2 separate regions of the Mus musculus genome follow, and region 1 is linked to region 2. A link is a contact called in public Hi-C data. All regions are on one chromosome and are shown on one strand. Each heading gives the region's core, a stretch centred on a gene start, on an enhancer-like site or on the middle of the called end of the contact. The rest is flanking DNA. Distances are from core to core; before and after follow the strand shown. Region 1 has its middle 12 kb from the start of Gm35704. Region 2 overlaps Mm2pr (macrophage M2 polarization regulator).

Region 1 (5,852 bases), core at 157-2,656, 190 kb before region 2:
GCATTTTCAGTAGTGCTTGCTAGGAAAAATATAATCTAATTTATGATTTTATCTTTGGGGAGAATTTAGCCTTGTGAATCTTTAGTGGCACAGCTCTGAGTCCAGAAGCAAGGAGGAGGGTGGCTGTCAGTGGCAGGCTATTTTTAGCGGTGGCTCAGGGCTCCAACTGAGGTGTAAACCCTGGGACTTGTAGCTCAAGTTTGTGAGCAGGAGCAGGCTAGAGCTTGGTGTGGCTCCGCTGAGAAGCCTATGTCCTGGGCCGTGCATAGCCCTGGGTCAACTCCGCCCCCACCCTCAGCACAAGAAGTGGGCATCATTGCATGCCAGAAAAACACATCTATGAAAGAAAGACAAGAAACCTAAAAGCGTTCAGAGATCAGATGTGAAAGAAAAACTCTAGGTTTGTAGAAAAAAGAAAAGCCCCGAGAAGGGCCCTTGAATATTCGCTGAGCCCTATACTATAAGTGAAAACACCTGGTACTTATTATTCTGGATCATGTTCTAAGACAAAGGACCACCGGTGCACCCAACCTAGGCCCCACCCCACCCTCGACCCTTCACCCCTTCCCTGTCTTCAGAAATGAGATTCTTTTCCGCTGCCTGGAGGAAGATTTTTCTGGGACTGCCCTTCCGTAGCTGCCCTCATCGTTATTTTGCTGAGCATCCCTGGTCAGCTGATATAAAGCAAGAAGTGAGTGGTACCCAGGCTGCCGCGCATCCTCTCCCACACAGGCCTGCTTCCTGCTCTCCACTATTTTCCAGAGACCTGGTGTTTGGCTGGACAGGATGGCTCCAGCCTTCCCCTGCCAGGCCCACGGCCTCTGCTGATATCAAGAGCTTATGGTGAGACCCTGGCAGGACTGCGCAGGCCCAACAGGCTGCCAGCCACAACCCCACCCCTCACCCTCAGCAAAGAGAACAGCAGCAGCCTGCCTCACCAGAAGGGTTTGGGCTGAGCTGGCAAGGCAGCGACAAGCAAAAAAGTCTCACGGGTTTTCCATGGCGCCACAAACTGGATACAGGGCTCCTGTCTAAAGCCGGATGAGGCTTCATCCATTGAGCTGCTGGTCCGTGCAGCAGTTTATTTAAAGAAGCCACATAGAGTCCAGGTCCGGGTGAGTGGATTTTGGCTTGCCAGCAAAACCGGAGACAATATCAGCTCATGTAAACCCTCTGTGTCCTGGTAAGATAGAGTGGATCTCTTTCACACTCAACTAAAGAAACCGAAGCTCGTGTGAGATCGCACCGATAACAGAAAGAGATTCTGGGGATGAACCCTGAGCGCTCCCACGCTGCCTCGGCCATTTCCGAGCACAGACACAGATCTTCCTGCTGTCCTGCCTGGGATCATAGCCCCAGTTCTGCCTCCTTGTTGTTGTGTAACTCTGTAGGGTGGCTAAATACGTCTGTGCATCATTTCCTATGAGAATAAACATAATACCTAGGGTGTGAAGTTGTCTGTGGATTAAATCAGTCTGCATTCATGAAGGTTGGGGAATGTCACCATATGCCCTTAATCTTGCTTCTCTTTTCTGCATAACTAAGTTTTGCCAGCTCTGGTCTCTACACGTCTAACCCTTATAAGCCAATTCAGGCTATTTTAGCACTAAAGAATTTCCACAGCAGAGAGGCTGTCTGCTTTCTCCCAGTTGGACATGGTTAGGCGATGCCCACATTCAAAGCCACTCCCCGCAGAGGGGTCGGAATGACTGTGGGAGCCGTGACAGTCTCCAGGTGACACGGTACCCTCTAGCCTCTGCCAGATGGGTGGTGGGAGACACCCCCGCTACTGATACCCCCAGGGTGACCAACACAGAGTTGCCCCATCCTCCAAGCGTCCACTGTGCCACGGTGATGTGGTGTCTAGCAGGCAGCCTGCACATAGCACCTTCCAGCATACTGAACGGAGCCAGCAATTGGGTTTCCTTGAGCAGTCATGAATTCATGAGATGCTGGGATGGAGGACAGATTTGAAGTAGAGGTTAATGGAGACCCCTATCCCCAATTCTCAAATCTCTGTTGCTATCCATCATCTACCTCCTCACACCTATACCCGGAGACTCTATACTCCTCGCCTCTCTCTAGTCAGAGGGTCTAACCTGACAGAAAGGCTTCATGGGGCAGCCATGAAGCCCGCACTCTTGTGATATGATATGTATGGAAAGACACCCCCACCCATTACCACACCTTGATAGCTGGTCCCCAGCTGGCTAGCTGGTTCCCGCTGCTAACTATGTCACATTGAGATCTCCTGGGGAGACTCTAAGATGGCAGGAGAGGCACGTGGCTGAGTAACTTCCCTGGAGGACAGAGGAGAAGCTAGCCACCCAATCCAGGATCTCAGAAGCACACACACCACCCATCAAAGGTCCCTGTGATGAGCAGACATCCTGAGCCCTGAGGCCTCTCCCTCCTCTGAGGATAGCCGAGTCCTATCTGGCTACTTATACTGGATAACTACTATGGGTACTTCCTAGATTGAACCCTGAGACTTCCTCAGACTGAGGAACCACATCTAGCTCAATGTCTTGTTACTGGGCATCGTGTACTTCCCGAAATGGGAATCCTGTGCCCAAAGCAAGGCCTGGGCAGCCACCACCCACCTCCGCAGATCAGTCCTCCCACTCCCTGCTCAGAAAAGGTGCCCTTATCCATGTTAGCGGGTCCTCTACTTGATAGGGAAAAGATCATGACAGGAGCCTGCAGAGCAGAAGTGGACTGTAGGCAAAGCAGCATCAAGGGGATCGAGGCCAGAAGAGGCAACGCAGGGACTATGAGATCATGAGGACACCACATGGCAGTTTGTAACCTACCAATTACCTGAGTTTCTTGCCTAAATGTGCCTCATTCACATAGACCCTAAAAACCATCCTCACAGAACGATTAGTCGGGCTGGACACAGAGAACAGAGATGCCCCAGCTCCCTAATTAACCTTTTTGCTCCAGTACTGGACATGCCCTCAGGTCATTAGAGCGGCAAGAGAGCCGCATGTGGGTATTCTGGGAGTGGCCACTAGATGGCGCATCCGCCCTGCCAACCCCGGAGCACTGTGTGATGGAGCCTTACCCTTTAATGAGCAAGCTGCTCCCTAAGGACCTCAAGGCAGGGAAAGCCGCAGCCTCCCACCAAATGTTTCAGGTTTGCTTATCCTCAAGCGTGAGAACATTTCCCCAGCACCACCTGGCAAAGTAAGAGCCAGCCGGATACAGAGGGACTTTGGCACACAGATAAACCACCCACCCTGCTGCCCTCCCGGCTATATGTGGATCTTGCTATGGGTCTCAAGTTTACGTAGATCAGAGATGCTGGAGGTTTAAGCAGGAGTGGTGTGAAGGGCTAGGGCGATGCTCGGCGGTAGTGAGTATCCCGCCTGGTCCTGGGTGTGCTGCCCCCAGAACCGACAAGAAGAAAGGAGATGCCATCGCTATGCCGCTACTCAGCACATGGCCAGCCAAACTCCTCCGGTGGTGGCTTCGTTTCTCAGTCTCACATGGAGGCTCACACTTGTCAAAATGTGAGTTATGTGAACAGAATAAAAAGGGAGAGAGACAGCTCTTCTTTTCTTGGTCCATAAAGCAGATTCTGAAAGGTTTGCACCTCCTCCATAGGACCCAAGTTCAATTCCCATCACCGGCATGTTAGCTCAAAACCATCTGTAACTACAGTCCCAGGAGATCTAGTGCCTTCTTCTGGCCTCTGTGGACACTGCACGTAGGCGGTGCAGACACCATACACCACATCCGCAGGCCAAACATCCACACGCATAAAATAAGACAATAAAGTAAAAATAGAACCATGTGCCTTATACAGGGTGTTCGGGAACAGACTGAGCTGGGCCCACGGTTGTATCTCAGAGCTACGGGAGGCCGCAGCAGATGCAGGATGCTATTAGGATTGTGGCTTTCCTACGTTACACAGATGGTGGAGGGGGCCTGCAGGAGAGAGGCCTGTTTCCTGGCCTCCAAAAATACTGCTCTCCTGAGCAACCGATCTCCCTTTATATCACTTGCTCATCCGTTTCCCTTGTTCCGATAGCTCCCAGGGCTGGTGGCCCACTGGAAGGACATGTCTGAGTCCACACGTGGATCTTCCATTACCGGTACCCCCTCCCGGCTCCTGCTGTGAAACACAGGCCCTTCCTTTTTACTGTACTTTCAACTTCTGTTGTGCGTCCCTTTAATAAGCTACCTCAAGTCCTTTCCAGAACAGAACAGAACATACACAAAGCAAAAGAGGCTCTGGAGACCTTTTCTCTGTGTCCTTAGGTTACCTCCCCAGGAAAAAAATTTCTAAATTTTCTGCCAGACTTCCCAAGCGGTGACATTTTCTATAACGCCTCTCCTAAGAGTTGCCGCTCATTTGGGCGGCTCCGAGTGGTGAGGTCTTCTACACAGTTTGAATTTTGCGTGTGATACACAGAGCCCTCATTTCCTGATTTTCAAAAGGCAGGATGTGTCTTCTAATTTCCCTCGGAGGATTTAGGTAGCTGGCTGGGGAGAAGAGATTCACACGTTTAAATTTGGTGCATCGGGAGGTTTAAGTAGCCGTGTGACAGTTTGGATCTTAATTGACTCACAAAAACTCTTATGTAAAAGGCATGGCTGCTAGGCTTGGGTCTGTCTGTGGAGAGATGCTGATCTACTGAGTCTGGTGGGAGGAAGTGAGGTCACCGGAGGTGTGTCCTAGAGCAGAAGACTGAGGCTGCAGCCACTCCCAACCCTCTCTTCTTTCCTTCCTGGCTACAGTAGGCAGCCTTCTCTCTCTCTCTCTCTCTCTCTCTCTCTCTCTCTCTCTCTCTCTCTCTCTCTCTCTCTCTCTCTGGAGCTAAGAGTTCTACATCTTGAGCCAAAGGCGGTCAGATCCCATACTGGGCAGAGCCTGAGTAAAGGAGACCTCAAAGCCCGCCTACACAGTGATGTACCTCCTCCAACAAGGCCACACCTCTTCCAATAAGGCCACACCTCCTAATAGGGCCACTCCCCATGGCCAAGTGTCCAAACACATGACTATAGGGGTCAAACCTATTCAAACCACCACACTCATGTATCCCTGCCCCACTCCCTGTGTTTTTTCAAATATTAAGCTGTTGCTTCAAACACTAAGATAGACCTAAATTCCTGCAGACTTCCTAAATGGGCTAGAGAGAGATGGCTTAGCAGTTAAAAGCACTGGGTGCTCTTTGCAGAGGACCAGGGTTCAGTTCCTGGTACCCACATGGCCGTTCAATCATCCATAACACCAGTTCCAGAGGCCACTTTTGAACTCTGAGAGCTTCAGGCATGCACGTGGTACTGAAGAGGTCAGCTCAGAAACTTTGGAAAATTCCACCTGCCCCCTCTCCTCCTGGAAGAGAACCCCTTCAGAAGGGGACAAGATGTGCACAGTCGATACTTCTCCTTCAGGTGTAGAACGACCCCAACACTTTGGAAAAATAAATTCCTCTTGCTTTTTGCATCGATTCCCGGTGGTTTCATGTTGTTCACTCAGGGAGTCCCTGGTAAGCTAAGGCTCGCCAGAGTCTTACACTACCTATAAATACGCACTCAAGAGCAAAAAAAAAGAGGAAGAAAATCTTTCAACTCCTGAATTCCAAAGATTCGGCCTCAAAATCCAGACATGGCCTTTTGCCAGTACTGTTTGTTGAATGACTACATGAGTTAGTTGAGCCAACACAAATGCTGGGAAGGATGAATAGAGCCATTGAGTCAGCCAGTGTCTGTTCCAAAGCTATGTCCCCAAGCAGAAGTGACCAACTATCAAAGAGACGAGGATTTGTAGAATGGAAGCTGGAGTCTTCCCAGGGAACAAAGGATTGGGTAAGTACTGGCTGATCTCTGGGGAAATGGCAGGT
Region 2 (5,189 bases), core at 2,645-5,144:
ATGGAAATGGCATGAGCAACTTAGTGTCTAAGCTTATTTTGATAATGTAACAGTAACAGCTGGGCTGGAGAGCTGGCTCAGTGGTTAAGAGCACTGGCTGTTCTTCCAGAGGTCCTGAGTTCAATTCCCAGCACCCACATGGTGGCTCACAGCTGTCTGTAACTCCAGTTCCAGAGAATCAGATGCCCTCTTCTGGCCTCGGGCACTGTATGCTTGTGATGCACAGACATACTGGCAGACAAAATACCCATACACATAAAATTAAAATAAGATCTCAAAAAGTATCTTTAAGATAGTAATAGCTAACCTTCATCAAATACTTGTTGTGGGCAAGGTACGATTGTAAATGCTTTACTCCGCTAAAACAGTCCTATTGTTAGTGGCTTTGCTTGCCAGGGAATTTAGTGACTGACACACAGAGAGGTGGAGCAGCTTGCTGAAGTTTGCACAGCCATTGGCAGCACAAGCACCTAATCCTCCGTAGTCTTGCTCTAACTCCCAGTGATGGGTTGCTGGGGATGGGTGAGCGAAGGAATGGCTGTGGGTGGCTCTAGGGCAGTGGTAGAACATGGGATGGGGTGGGGTGGGGGACTGCTAATTGGTTGGCTGGCCTTTACAGATACCAGAGGTGTGTTCTCACAGCTGTGGAGGCTGAGGCCCAGGTCAGGGTGCTGTCAAGACTGGGGTCTAATACTTTCTCGGCCAATATGTATATGTCTACTGTTTTGTTTTCTATTTTGTCTGATTGGTGTTTTGTTTTGTTTGGGAGCTTTAGGGGTGTTCTGGCTATTTTAAAAAGCAAGGTATTATTGTGTAATCCAGCCCTCCAGAGTTCTGGGATTACTGGTGCGGTGTGCGGTATGTACTGTGGCGGTGACTGTGGCCACCTCCCTCCAAATTGTACCGTCACATGCTTCTCCTCTCTGAGTCTTTACAAAGAATCTGACCTTACCAATCAGGGCCATGCCCATAAGCTCATTTAACCTTCATGACTTCCTCAAAGGCCACAGCTCCAAATGGAGCCAGTTAGAACCTCAACATAGGAACTCTGCAGGACACAAGCATTCAGTCCATCAGAGCAGCAGCTGTGGGAAATAACTGAGACACGACAGTGGCTGAGCCAGAGTGAAAGGGAGCAGGAAGCCTTCAGGACGACAAGCTTCTCACAAGTCTGTGGGCTGAACAGCTGCAGTCATGTCCGGTGGTGCAGGGGTGAGACAGGGTCTCTTTACAGAGCCTTGGCTATCCTGGAAATCACCATGTAGACCAGGCTAGTCACAAATTCACGGAGAGCCACCTGCCTCTGCCTCGCCCTCTCTAGTGCTGGGACTAAAGGTGTGTGCCACCATGCCCAGTACAGTGCTGGGTTTGGGGTTTTTTTTTTTCCCTTTCTTTCTTTTTCTTTTTCTCTTTTTCCTTCTCTTTCTCTCTTTCTTTCTTCCTTTCTTTCTTCCTTCCTTCCTTCCTTCCTTCCTTCCTTCCTTTCTCTCTCTCTCTCCCTCCCTCTCTCTGTCTCTCTCTTTCTTTCTTTCTTTTTTCTGGTTTTTCAAGACAGGATTTTTCTGTATAGCCCTAGCTGTCCTGGAACTCACTCTGTAGACCAGACTGGCCTCGAACTCAGAAATCACCTGCCTCTGCCTCCCAAGTGCTGGGGTTAAAGGCGTGTACCACCACTGCCTGGCTTACAGTGCTGGTTTTTTTTTTTCCATTTTTTATTAGGTATTTAGCTCATTTACATTTCCAATGCTATGGCGCCCGAACAGGGACCTGAACAGTGCTGGTTTTTAATGTGGCTCTTTTTTATGCTTTTCTGCCCTGGACTAATCCCATATTGTTGTTTTTAATTTAGTATAATCCTTATTATTTTCTGATTATGAAAGTAATAATCCAATAATGTTAAAATATGAAAAATATAAAGCCACAGAAATGTGAAACTTTATCTTAATTTTACAACAAAGGCATACTTATTACCTCAGTTCTTCCTAGTGTTGCATTTTAACCCTTATTTACTTATTATTAACATACAGTGTCTGAAGTACTCTATGACATTATAGAATGTGCACACAATGTATAATGGTCAGCTCAGTGTCAGGGCCATACCTGTCACCTCAGACATTTGTTATCTCTGTGAGGGGACTACTCAGAATCCTCTACTAGCTATTTTGAAGTGTTTGTTATTGTCACCTATAGTTACTTTACCCCCCTGAGCAACAGGACATTAAAAATTGTCCTTCATGGGGCATGGTGGTGCACACCTGGGATCCTAGCTTCTCAAAGAGGCTAGGGCAGGAAACGGACCAAGGGCAGCCAGGAAGACTTGATGACACTCTCTTTAATTAGCTTACACAGACACTTCTCCTCTGTATGCCACAGCAGTTCAGCACGCAGCCCTTGTCACACTGCAGACAGAACACTTGCCTGAGGCCAGTGTTATTCAGACTCTCAGCTTGGGGCTTATTCTTGTCTGCCTATCACACACACACACACACACACACACACACACACACACACTCATCTTTTTCAGACTCTGGTGTCCATTGTTCATTTGGCCTGGTGGTGGTAGTGGTATACACTTTTGATCCCAGCACTCAGGAGGCAGAGACAGGTGGATCTCTGAGTTCAAGAACTGCCTGTTCTACAGAGAGAGTTCCAGGACAACCAGGGCTACACAGAGAAACCCTGTCTCAAACAGAACAGAACAGAACCTTCTATTTGCATCCTGATTCCTAGCCTAGTTGGTGGGCATTAGTGGGCTCAGTGATTGTGTGTTAACTGAACTGTTCAGATATTGGGTAACTTCAGTGGGGCCTGTGCTATCTTAGATAACTTCCAGATCAGCTGGCGGCTGATCGCCTTGTCCATGAGCCCTGAGCATGTGAGTTCGTGGGAAGCTGAGTAGTGGAAGGGAATGAGTAAGAGGGAGGGTCTGGTGCCATTGGAGAACCGTCGAGACAGCTGGAAGACGGAGCTGCAATTGTGGAAGTATCTACAAACAACACACTTGTGCTTCTGTGAGAAGTCAAAAAGTGCAGTAGCACTCAGAAAAGAAGTTCCAGTTGGAGGGGGCAGTGTTCTGTGGGATTCCAGAGGGGAAACGGCATGTGGGTGGAGCTTTAGGGGTCCTGTGGCTGGCTAGCATCTGAAATTCATGTGTCAAGCTGCCGCCATTTTTTTTTCCATTTGTCTCTAACTTGTATGACTGAAAATGCTGAACGTGGTGATTGGTGCTACATATCACCCCAGGAGCCCATCTTTCCAGAATTTTCTATGAACCTCTCTCCTCTCCAGTGTTAATTTGGTTGTTGTAGTTCTGTGAAGTTTTGAATAGTTCTCAATTTTCAACAATTGATATCCTTATGCATGAACATAAGACGGTTTCTCAGTCTACTGTCTTCTTTTCATGCTAGACGCTAAACCTAGAACATTGTGATGCTACGACGGAGCCGCTCACAAGCCTAATCACAGATCTGAAATGTTGTTAGATTATACACAAGCGGTTCTGTTTGACGAGTTGTTTCACAAGGAATCCAGTACGATTTCTGTTTTAAAGTAACATACCAAAAGCAACAGCAGACATATGCAGAGGACCCGTCTTAATGCACAATCATGACAGTATTTTTATTTTGAATAACATCGCTTTGCCCTCACCTCTATAGAACCTTACATCTTACTCCTACTGTGGGATTTGTAGACAGTAGTACGTTTCCTCGGCCATTTGGAGGAGCCTGCACCACAGGATAATGAAGTTAGTTGAGTCTAACTTACAAAGTGCCTTCTTTGAAATTCTGAGAGCTCTCAGAATTGTCTTCACACCCCCATCTGATAAGAGCCCCTTGCCTATGCTGCTCTAGCAGAAGGTGGTTACAGCTACTGTAGGGGCGAGGCCGTTCTCACACAGCTAAGCCACGGACTCTCCCAAAAACTGAAAGTCCCAGGCCCCAGCATCTGGATCCATCCGGTTCCCTCACACATAACTCCCTGTTGGTGAGAGCAAGGCAGCAGAGGAGGCCAGTGAACGCTTTACTGCTTTGTAGGCTCTGTCAGGCAGAACCCTTGTGTCCTTAAATCTCTGTGTGGCCATAGGGAAAGCAGAAGTATGATCATGTACTCCACACAGCTTCCTGAGAGTGAGAGATGCCTTTGATATCTTCCTTTTTCACGTTTTACAGGGTATTATAAGGAGAGAAAGATTTAATCTAGAGCTAAAGTAATGGCAGGTTGGTGTATCTCTGTAATCCCAGCACTCAGAGGGCTGAGGCAGGAGGAGTGCAGATTTTAGGTCAGCCCAGGCTACATAGTAAAACTGTGTTTCAAAACAAGAAAAAGTGCACACAAAGGTTGAAACAGGAGGGACCATGAGTTTGAGCCTACATTGTTAGAACTTGTCTCAGAAAACCAAAAGTAAAAATGAACGTGAGAGAATGTAAACTGCCTTCAATTTAAAGTCTCAAATTCTAAATTTGCTTTTGCAAGCATAACCCTTACGTTCTTTACTTAAATTTAAAATTTTCGTGACAAGTAGCCCAGTTCCTATCAACGAAGTAGGAAATCTGCACTTAGAATCTCCTCTCCCCTGAAGATTATCCTGCTGTTACCAGATATACCACTAAACAGACTCCAAAGACCATCATGGACACACTACCCCTGGGCAGTCTTGGCACTCTACTGCAGTTCCGCTCTGTCACAGCATAAAGAGAACTTCCTAGTCTGAACATCTAGAACTCCACTTGCCCTGATACGGGGACAGTGCCATACTCTGTGACATCATAGTCACCCTTTAAGTTTTGACTAAGTCACACCCAGTCTCCAAGCCTGGAGCTAGCTATCTTTTGCCCGCCTCCTTAACTGTCTGGGTGTGTGTATCCACAGAGGAGATGGATGAGGGGTCGGCTCACAGCAAGGACAAGCACATCTCCTATCGCTATCTGCATTCATTTACTTACTTGTTTGTTACTGGGACAGTACCTAGTTCCTAGGGCACAAGCACCGTGCCACTCCGTTATATCCCCAGATCATTTAGTGTGTTTAGAGACAGTGATCTCACTAATGTACCCAGGCTGTCCTTCAACGCACTCTGAAGCCTAGGTGAGCCTCAACACCTCCCTCTCTCTGCCTCTGCCCTTCCCATAGCAAGAATCACCGATGTGTATTCATTATCTTGTGTGTATGTGTGTGTGTGTGTATGTGTG

What was found. Hi-C and Micro-C count contacts between places; a contact is called where the count stands out from the background.
Region 1: a contact with region 2 is called in a Hi-C map of the G1E-ER4 cell line, with 2.1 times the contacts expected there. The contact joins two enhancer-like sites. A contact is called at or near these places in 10 of 39 promoter capture datasets (the 3T3-L1 cell line, the C10 cell line, the HPC-7 cell line and 6 more), 6 of 484 Hi-C or Micro-C datasets (the G1E-ER4 cell line, bone marrow-derived macrophages, double positive thymocytes and 3 more) and 4 of 115 datasets of contacts at active chromatin or transcription factors (the SCID.adh cell line, double positive thymocytes, kidney and 1 more).

Annotation. Positions count from the first base shown.
Region 1 is chr5:149,333,230-149,339,081 of GRCm38.p6, reverse strand. No RefSeq gene overlaps it. Among named protein-coding and RNA genes, the nearest start is that of Gm35704, 12 kb to the left of the region's middle. Within about 2 kb of position 1,406, at least 56 of the 459 cell types and tissues checked have an H3K27ac peak or open chromatin away from gene starts, as enhancers often do. A contact at or near this core is called in the G1E-ER4 cell line and the SCID.adh cell line, where this site is marked.
Region 2 is chr5:149,146,501-149,151,689 of GRCm38.p6, reverse strand. All of the region lies in intron 1 of Mm2pr (macrophage M2 polarization regulator), which reads left to right. All of the region lies in intron 1 of Gm42788 (predicted gene 42788), which reads right to left. Among named protein-coding and RNA genes, the nearest start is that of Gm42788, 4.8 kb to the right of the region's middle. Within about 2 kb of position 3,894, at least 12 of the 459 cell types and tissues checked have an H3K27ac peak or open chromatin away from gene starts, as enhancers often do. A contact at or near this core is called in the G1E-ER4 cell line and the SCID.adh cell line, where this site is marked.